2 separate regions of the Sus scrofa genome follow, and region 2 is linked to region 1. Evidence: chromatin contacts called from public Hi-C data. All regions are on one chromosome and are shown on one strand. The core of a region is the stretch at or near the end of the contact, and the rest is flanking DNA. Distances in the headings are between cores, read along the strand shown. Region 1 overlaps LOC110261570 (a long non-coding RNA gene). Region 2 has its middle 200 kb from the start of BRMS1L.

Evidence for each region. A called contact is a pair of places that touch in the nucleus more often than the background predicts.
Region 2: a contact with region 1 is called in a Hi-C map of embryonic fibroblasts, with 2.3 times the contacts expected there. The contact joins two enhancer-like sites. A contact is called at or near these places in 3 of 47 Hi-C or Micro-C datasets (embryonic fibroblasts and epiblast stem cells).

Annotation. Positions count from the first base shown.
Region 1 is chr7:63,737,203-63,741,779 of Sscrofa11.1, forward strand. All of the region lies in intron 1 of LOC110261570 (a long non-coding RNA gene), which reads right to left. Among named protein-coding and RNA genes, the nearest start is that of MBIP, 80 kb to the left of the region's middle. Within about 2 kb of position 1,664, at least 14 of the 83 cell types and tissues checked have an H3K27ac peak or open chromatin away from gene starts, as enhancers often do. A contact at or near this core is called in embryonic fibroblasts, where this site is marked.
Region 2 is chr7:63,923,414-63,928,095 of Sscrofa11.1, forward strand. No RefSeq gene overlaps it. Among named protein-coding and RNA genes, the nearest start is that of BRMS1L, 200 kb to the right of the region's middle. Within about 2 kb of position 2,473, at least 3 of the 83 cell types and tissues checked have an H3K27ac peak or open chromatin away from gene starts, as enhancers often do. A contact at or near this core is called in embryonic fibroblasts, where this site is marked.

The sequences.
Region 1 (4,577 bases), core at 414-2,913:
TCCTGACCCAATCAGAACAAATGGATTTGATATTCTGCCATCATTTCAAATTCAACTTGTTTAAAATGAAACCCATTACCTTTTCTTCAATGTGAGTGCACCATATTTTCTAAGCTACCCAAGTTCAAAGCCTTGGACACCTATGAATCTTCCTTTTTCACACCCCAGATCTGGTTTTCCATCCAAACTACAAATTTGACCACTCCTTACCCCAGGACGAAGGCAGGATCAGGAGGAAAGAGAACAGCTGTAGGTTCTAGGTCTGATTCTACCATGAACTTGAGATCCCACTGAGTTCAGGCTCACTTTAAAGATGCTTTAGGAATGCAGAGAAGGGCTACATCCTTGTGAACTAGGAGTGTTTAGGAAATTTGATATGCACTTGCATGGACCTTGAAGAAATGGTAGACCCTGAGTTGGTAGCTCCTGAATGGCATACATCTACAGATGGTCAGCTTTCTAATTCTCTTATTTATTGTTCTTGCTTGTCTTCCTTGGTCAATACCTAGTCTTCCTATGTTAGATCTTGACATTATCTATGTAGTCTAAGAAAAAAGCACTTTAAAAATGAAACTCTTTAGCACCAGTTATTCACTAAATACTAGAAGTGAAGAACATCTCCTTTTCATTGAAAAGGGACATACGGTTCTCTGGATATTGTAGCCTGTCTGAAATGAAGAACGGGCTGGCAGCAAAAAGAGGTAATTTAGCCAGAATTCCTGTGCTCTGTACTTGAGCTATAAACAGGGTCTTCAGAAGGGCCTTGTGCACTTTTAAACTTTAATAACTCATGTTGTGCGTGTTAAAGAAACAATCTGTAAACGGTACTCAAAAGTAAATGTATTAAAGTTTAGGACAACTATATTACACAATTGCACCCAATATGTCCTCATTTCAGATCCTGTGACAAATGAAATATGGCCAGCAGAGTTGAAGTTCATGACAGCTCTAAGGAGAAAATTGAATTTGCTTTTAAATTCCATTTACAGTTTACTATCATGTCTACCTCATGTGCTTTTGAAGTTAAAAGTTTAATAATGGCACCGAGACTTTATAAAGATCCTGTACTTGAATTCAGTGATAAGTATAGATAGAACATCACACCATCTCTGAGCAAAGATAATATACCTGCTTACTTTGGTGGCTTTTAAAACCGCTTCAGAAATAGAAAGTATGGTGAGTCTCCACAGTTGGTACAACTCAGTAAATAAGAATAAAACGGAATATCTGAAACCAGAGTCTAGTTCCAAGTTTGCCAATAGCTTGGCTCAGTGATTCAGGAAAAGCAGCTCTCTCCTCTGTTCTTCAAGGTTTTTTTTTTTTTTTCATCCTTTGCTAAAAAGAGAATTACATGGGTCACCAATTCATGGTCATGCAGTTTTTATATACGTGTGTGCGTGTACATAAGGAAAGGAGGTTCCCTTTATATTTTCCTAGTGAAAAGACTATTCCAGTGTATCACAAGAGAGGACAAAACAACACAAAAGCGCAAAACAGATGGAGTTTACAGTTACTATTTTCTGCTTGTTCCCCAAACCAGAGGTTGCAAAATCAAAGCCCACAAGTCTACGAAAAAAATCCGGGCGTGTGCTTTTGAGAGGGTGACCAGGAATGAGATTTCTCCTCAAGTTCTTGCTGAATACATAGAGCTGAGAGCTGGGACAGAGTTACACAATTTGCAGATTGCTTTGGCTGGTCTCTGTGTGCTTTGCAAAGTGATTCATTTCCTGTATTTGGTCAAGATAGAGAAAACTTGGGCACACACAAATTTGATGTGGTTTTGGATTGGAATAGTTTATTGGATAAGTAGGTCAGATTTCATGATACGAATGGAGAGTATTTTAACACTTAAGATGAAGGCCAGCCAGAAAAAATGGTGTAATCCAAGGGTGACTGTATTCCTAGCCTCCCCTTTCAGAAATTTTTTTCCCTCCTTGGTGCTTTCCTGCTTCCCTGGAGGGGCCACAAGGGTTGTTCTGCTCCATCACAACCTGCTTTATAAGGGAATCTGATAAACATCTTCACACTGAGTTGGAAGTTGCTATTAACTCCCCCAGGGGTATTGCATTTTAACAGGAGCCAAGTTCACGGAATCAACCTCTAATTGAACAATTTCAGGCAGCGCTAGAGTTGGAGGACTATTTAGGGCAAGTGAATGCACAGAGGCAGGGTGGCTTCTGAGCGCCCTGAGATTCTGGAGCAGGCAGTTCTCTGCCCAGTCACCTCTGCTGTCAGCCCGGGGCCCTACCTGAAGTCAGCCAAGAGTTGCATGCAGAGTTTTCAAGACAATCTGGAAATGCATATTTGAGGGTGACTCGATGGGCTTCCATATTTGAAAAAAATGGGATGACAATGCCCCCATGGAGGTTTTTCTTGGCAGTGCTTAGTGAAGGCTGTGGCATAAAAGGCTGGGGAAGGAGTTCCCGTTGTGGCGCAGTGGTTAACGAATCCGACTAGGAAATAGTCGGAAATAGCAAAAAAAAAAAAAAAAAAAAAAAAAAAGGCTGGGGAAAACAGTTAGTACTTAAATCACTGTTGACCGAAGAACAGGCAGTGGGTTTGACCTCTTAGTTCAAACACTGAAACATAACGGATGCTTGGCTCAGTAAAGACAGGATTGAATGCCACTTAAGAAAACTTAAACACAGAAGTATTCTATATTGGGCTTTTTTCTTGTTTAGATATGAAAAATGCACTATATTCACTTATTCGTTAGAAAATTGCTGATAGAGAATTTAGCCTCCAACATGCACTGTTCTTGGCTTCGGGCAAGACAGATCGTCAGCTGGAACCTACTGGTACAACTTCCTGACGATCCTGGGCTCTGACCGGCAGGGACTTGCTGTGCCATTCCAGCTGTGGCACACTTTGAAAATCATCCTTCATACTGAACATATAAAGGTAAACAAGACAAACACGGTCCTTTCCTCATGGAAAATACAGGCAGGCTTAGTGGTAACGGGAGAGGGCTCTCGGATGCTTTCTTTTTCTCATTGCAACTCATTTTTCTTATTTCAACATTGAAGGTATGAATTGGAAAAAGTTTTGTTTGCTAGTCCCGGCTTTTAAAGATTTTGTTGAAGGTTCCACAAACTTTGGTGTAGAATCTCTTTTCAATGTACAGATTTTGGCCTCCTGAAATATGCTGTGGCCTCCCATTCTGGTTTTTCACTAGGGAAATGTTGCCCAAAATGTTATATTAGTTATCATGTTGTTATTTGGTTTGGGGTAATGCATTTGCACACTCACTCTAAACTCTCTTGCTTGGCCAATCTTGGGTGTAATTGCCCCTCTTTATGAATAGGACAGGAAGCCGGAGTGTCTCAGACCAAAAAAAAAAAAAAAAAAAAAGAAAGAAAGAAAAAAAAGGCCCCATTTAAACAGAGCATCAATCAAAAGTGCAAAAGCCAAAGCTCTTTCCTTCCAGTTCTCCACCGTCATTAAGGAAAAACAGAACATCTAATGCATCATCTTGGATGCATGTGGTCTTGCCCTCACAGCAAAAAGCTTTCAGAATGCTCAGGGCAGCATTTACAGCATCCAGACAAATGTTAAGCTTTAAATAAGTTCAAGGTGCTAATTACTACTCTTTTGGTTTGTTTCTTACATCTGCGAGTAAATCCGGAGGATTTTTTTTTTTTTTTTTTTTTTTTTTTGCTATTTCTTGGGCCGCTCCTGCGGCATATGGAGGTTCCCAGGTTAGGGGTCTAATCAGAGCCTTAGCCACCAGTCTACGCCAGAGCCACAGCAACGCAGGATCTGAGCCACGTCTGCAACCTACACCACAGCTCACGGCAACGCCGGATCGTTAACCCACTGAGCAAGGGCAGGGACTGAACCTGCAACCTTATGGTTCCTAGTCGGATTCGTTAACCACTGCGCCACGACGGGAACTCCGGATTTTTATATTTGAGTGGGAATGTGTTTGAGCAATGCTCAGGAAATGCAGATCTCATCCAGGCTCCCCCAGCAGCACTGGTATCACACATTCTAACTCTTCCACCTAATTTTTCTGAACTTCAGTTTCTTTGTCTACAAAAATGAATCAATAAATACAGACAGAAAAACAGAGACCACCATTTCATCCATTTTCCTATTGATGAATACCTGGGCTGAGTTCAGTTTTTGACTACTATGAATAAATCTGCTATAACCATTGTTATGCAAGTTATTTTGTGAATATAAATTTTTATTTCTCTTGAGTAAATACCTAAGAGTGGAAGTTCTTAATATAGAATGGGGATGTATTCAGCTTATAAGAAACTGTCAAACTTTGTCCCAACTGGTTACCATTTTACATTCCTAATAGCAACATATAAGAGTTCCAATTGTTCTACACCCTTGTCAGCATTTAATATTGTAGTCTTTTCTTTTTTTTTTAATTATAGACATACTGGTAAGTAAAGGGTGGTATTTCCTCATGATTTTAATTTTAATTTGCATTGCTCTGATCACTTAGGATAATGAGCACTTTTTTCATAAGCTTCTTGGCCACTCATATTATTCTTTTTGTGAAGTGTCTTCTAAAATCTTTTGCCCATTTTTAATTGTATTGTTTATCTTTTTATTGTGAAATT
Region 2 (4,682 bases), core at 1,223-3,722, 190 kb after region 1:
TGGGACTTGACACCACCACCTCCCCCACACCCCGCCCAGCTCCAGCCTGGGCACTTAGTCCTGCTACCTTGGGGAAGATGAAGGAGGGCAGAGATATGCACCAAAACAAAGCAAACTTCCCACCAGTTTTCTGGGACTCCCATATACATCTTACTGATATTGGCACTTGAAGCATCATTTGCGAAGGACCATCACTTCTCATCTTACATCCACTTATCACTTTTTATAAAAACTTCCACATACAGTCATAGCCAAGAGCAGAAGCCCTTTTAATGGTTTTACTGCACTTATCAAAAAAGGAAAAGAATAACAGGTAGGGACACTTTCTCTTTTAATTGTTTTCACTTCTTGAAAAGACAAGGATTTAGCAATTGTGACAGATAATCACAATATCTGTCATGCCATTCAACAGCAGATACCAGACACTGGAATGGAAGCATGGACATTTAGGGCAGAAAACCTAAACTCTTCCTGCTCTGGACATAGGGAGATCTCTTTTGGCTTACACAGGCCAGCTATTTAAAAAAAAAAAAAAAAAAAAAAAAAAAAAAGTCTTAGACCCATACTACTTAATTGCCTGGGTTACCTGCCACCGAGCCAGAGCACTCATTCAATTTGGGCACAACCTGAAACGCTAGCGCCATCCGATAGAGGGCAGTAGTGCACAGACACGCATAACCACTCTGCTCTGCTCTCCCCTATCAGGAAAAAAAGTGGCACGTGAATATATTCTTGTAGCTCTGAAACTGTTCTTCTGGAACCAGTCATTTTCCAGATGCCGAAATTCATCTTAAAAGCCAATGATCTGACAAGGACAAATATTATTCATTAATTCTTCTTATGTCCTCTAACTCATGACTCCAGCTCCATTTTCTGCCCCCAAGCCTCCCAAATCAAAGTTCTTTTACACCAGGACAGAGATGCGCCTTGGATCCGTCTGAAAACCAGGCTGACGATTTTCTCGCCACCTAGCAACACACACACACACACACACACACACACACACACACACACACACACACAGCACACAGCACAATCCCAAAAGTCCCCAACGGGAATAGCGTCAAGAATCTTGAAAATCATACCTATTTTTGTTTGCAACGTGTGAAATTATTACAAGTATGTTCACCAAGAGGACTATTGATGGATGACTCACAATTTAGCTAAATTCAATGAACCACACACTGTGCCTATCCCAGTAGGTGACTCATGCATTTTTTATTTCAAGTATCAAGTGTTTGCCAAAAACAGTATTTAAAAAAAGTAATGAAAATTGTTCTGAAAGAGCTCATGAATAGGGTAGGACTACCCACCGGCAGCCTCATTTGTGCTCTGACCACTTACATGGGATTTGGTGGGTCTGCTCTAGCCGTGCTCGACAGAGAGCATGACCCACAGCAACGCTGGCAGGCAGAGAGCAGGGTTCTTACTCACAGAGAATGGTTTTGTGCCTACTGCCCACGTCTCAGGAGAGACTTTGGATATTTGGGGGGGTGTCCCAATAAGGTGTGTGTTAGGGGTCCACCTATATGTATTTTCAATCTATTTTGCTAAAAAATATTCAAAATACATACATTCAGTTCCTATTTGTCTTCTATTGAGCTTTCCTTTTTTTCTCCTACCTCTTTCATTTAAAAAACTAATTATCAGGAAAAAATGGAGGGATGAAAGGTCACCCAGAGGAAATAATGAAAATGACTGCTGGTAAAGAACAGTTAAGGGGCAGAGACTTCATTCTATGAATGTTTTCCTGGCACCTGCTAGTAGGCTATTCCCAAAGCCCTCAGTTAGACCCCCTTTCTCAGCCTGCCTCTCTGACTAGAGGAAAAGTTTGTAGCCCCCACTGACCTATTGACTGTCTCTCCCCAAAAATACACTGAATCTGCTCATCACCAAATAATAATTCCTGTAAATCTCAGAAAGGCATTATCGCATATTAATCTCCGTGTTTTCACAGCTATATAAAGTTTTGAAGTATTTCAAGGGAAAAGATTTTAACCCTTACAAAGTTCCAAGTGTTGCCAGTATTTATTCTTAAAGATTATCATATTTTTAAATTACGAACAATGCCCATTTTTCAGGTCATGTATTGGCCTTTTTTTCCCTGCTCATTATTTCAGGCAAATAATAATGAGGTATGCACTGTCCACTTTAAGTCCCTATGTTCCCCCCTCCCCCAACACATACACACACATACCAGGGACATCAGTTCTTCCTGTAACTATGTTTTTAAAAAGAAGTGTGGCTCAGCAGTAAGGAGTCTGACTAGTATCCATGAGGACGCTCAGTGGGTTAAGGATCCAGCGTTGCCACGAGCTGTGGTGTAGGTCACAGACATGGATCGGATCTAGCATTGCTATGGCTACAGCTCCTATTTGATCCCTAGCCTGGGAACTTCCATTTGCCACACGTGCAGCCCTAAAAAGACAAAAAAAAAAAAATGCAGCAGGAACTTAGTAGGCTGACCAAATGCTTTGCATTCTACGGTCACTCCTTTATAGATTTTGATCTGTTGTTGCTTAGCAACATCTACATAGATATAATTTCCATCTAGTGGTGAAATTGGTATTTTTGGCCTGTTAATATCATGTTATGCCAATCTCTCAATATGCTACACAGCAAAGTATATTCAGATGCTATTTTATCCTTAAACGGAGAAAGAAGAAAAAAGAGCCTCTCCAAGAGGCTTTTTCCCTCTTACATGTTTCTTCTCTGTTCTGCTCATCAATTGCTGAATAAAAAACCAACCCAAAACTTAGTAGCCTGAAACAACTTCTTATGTTATCTCTTATTAGAGTTCTGTGGTTTGACTAGGCTCAGCTGGATGGTTGTGGCTTTTGATCTTTCATGCAGTTTCAATCAGATGACAGCAGGGGGTGGAGTCTTCTGAAAGCCCGACTGGGCTGGACATCCATGAGGGCTTCTTCTCTCATGTGCTGGGATAGCTGAAGAGCTGGGAGCTGGCCAGACCTCTCTCTTTCCATATGGCTAGCTTGGGCTTCATAGCACTGGCATATAGCAGGGTAGGATGGGTAAGAGAGGAAGTGGGAGTGGTCCACCCACAGGAAGGAATATTTTATCACTGACATTGTTTAAAAATGCCTGTGCATGGTAATAAAAAACAGCAGACAGACTTTTCGTTGCTTACAAATTCTCTACAGATAATGCACCCCCTTTTTTCTCCAGCCTAGGTGAACAACTCCCACTCTCTCGGTGCACCACTTCATGGCATAGCTGCCTCTGAACATCTGGCATTCCTATCTGGTGACTGGCTTCCTTTAGAGCTGGCATTTCCAAAGGACAGGAGAAAACTGTGAGCCTTCTTATGACCTAGACTCATGGCACCTCACATCTACTCCATTCTACAGGTCAAAGCAAGTCTCATAGCCATTCTAGAGTTCTGAGGAAAAGACCAAAAAAGAATGAGCAATGGAAAGCAAACTTCCCTGGGGCCATCTTTGGAGACAAGCCACCACATTCTCCAATGCCATTTGTGGTTGAGAACCACATGGTTATTTAATCAAAGCTGGAGCTGACTGGAGTTGACTTTCAACTAAGGAACCTATTACAGCTTTAAAGGACTTTGCTGAAAGAGATTTTTAATTCAAGATTTTGTTGAGCTTTGGGATCCTCTCATGAATTTTCTTTAATTATTTCTTGCTGAGATAACAGAACTTCAAGCATATAGTGCCAACCTGTTGCCATGACTTCTGAGTCAATCCATTTATTTCACCTTAACCTTGAACCAAAATCTTCTAAAGGACTGTAGTCATAGTTGAGTTCCATTTCATATGAGCTAATGTAGTCATAGTTCCATTTCTCATATACATTCGTCTGAACAATTGGATACTTTTCAGAGCCATATCACTCCATTATGACCCAAAATTGCTCAGAGATCCCAGGCCACCTGTGTTTAAAATCATCAGGTTTCCTGAACATACAAATTATGACCAACCTAAATGTCAAGACCCTAGAGGTCTAGATATTTCTTAAAATAGCAACAGTGAATCCTTTCTCTGCTCCAGGCACTGATTTCTGGGTTTCACATATGTTAACTTATCTAAAGCTTCTAACAATCCTATGAGGTAGTAGCCATTGTTATTCTCATATACAGATGAGGAAACTGAGGTCCAAAGAGGTTAAGGAATTTGTCTGAGATCCCACAGTAGCAATTAGAAGAACCAGTGCAGTCTGATTCTAGAACCTAAGCTCTTAAAAACACCAAGTCGTGATGCTCCATAAATCACAGAGTAGGTATCGCTGGACAAGAAAGAATATGTCTATGATTATGCACCAAATCCTTAAGAGAAGTATCTGCAGACACTGTTAAATCAGCCATTGTGTGTTACTAACAATATGACTTGCTCCCCACAAACAGGTCAATATCCACTGAAGGAGACAAGACTAATGCCCTCAGTCAATGATGGTATCAGATGGGACTGCACTGAAATGTGGGCTAACATAGACTGCGAGTGTTTAGGAATCCAGGTGGGGTGAAAAGAGACCCTGACACTGGACAGAGAAAGTACTCAGAGAAATCACTAAACTCGTATGTTCTTTTCACACATGCAAAGGCCATTTGTGACTTTCCAGTCTCCTTATAACGACAGAGGGAACCACTCAAAATCCCATGCCTGGCTTTATACAAGAGCCTGATATCAGTAGATTACCCTCACAAAGAT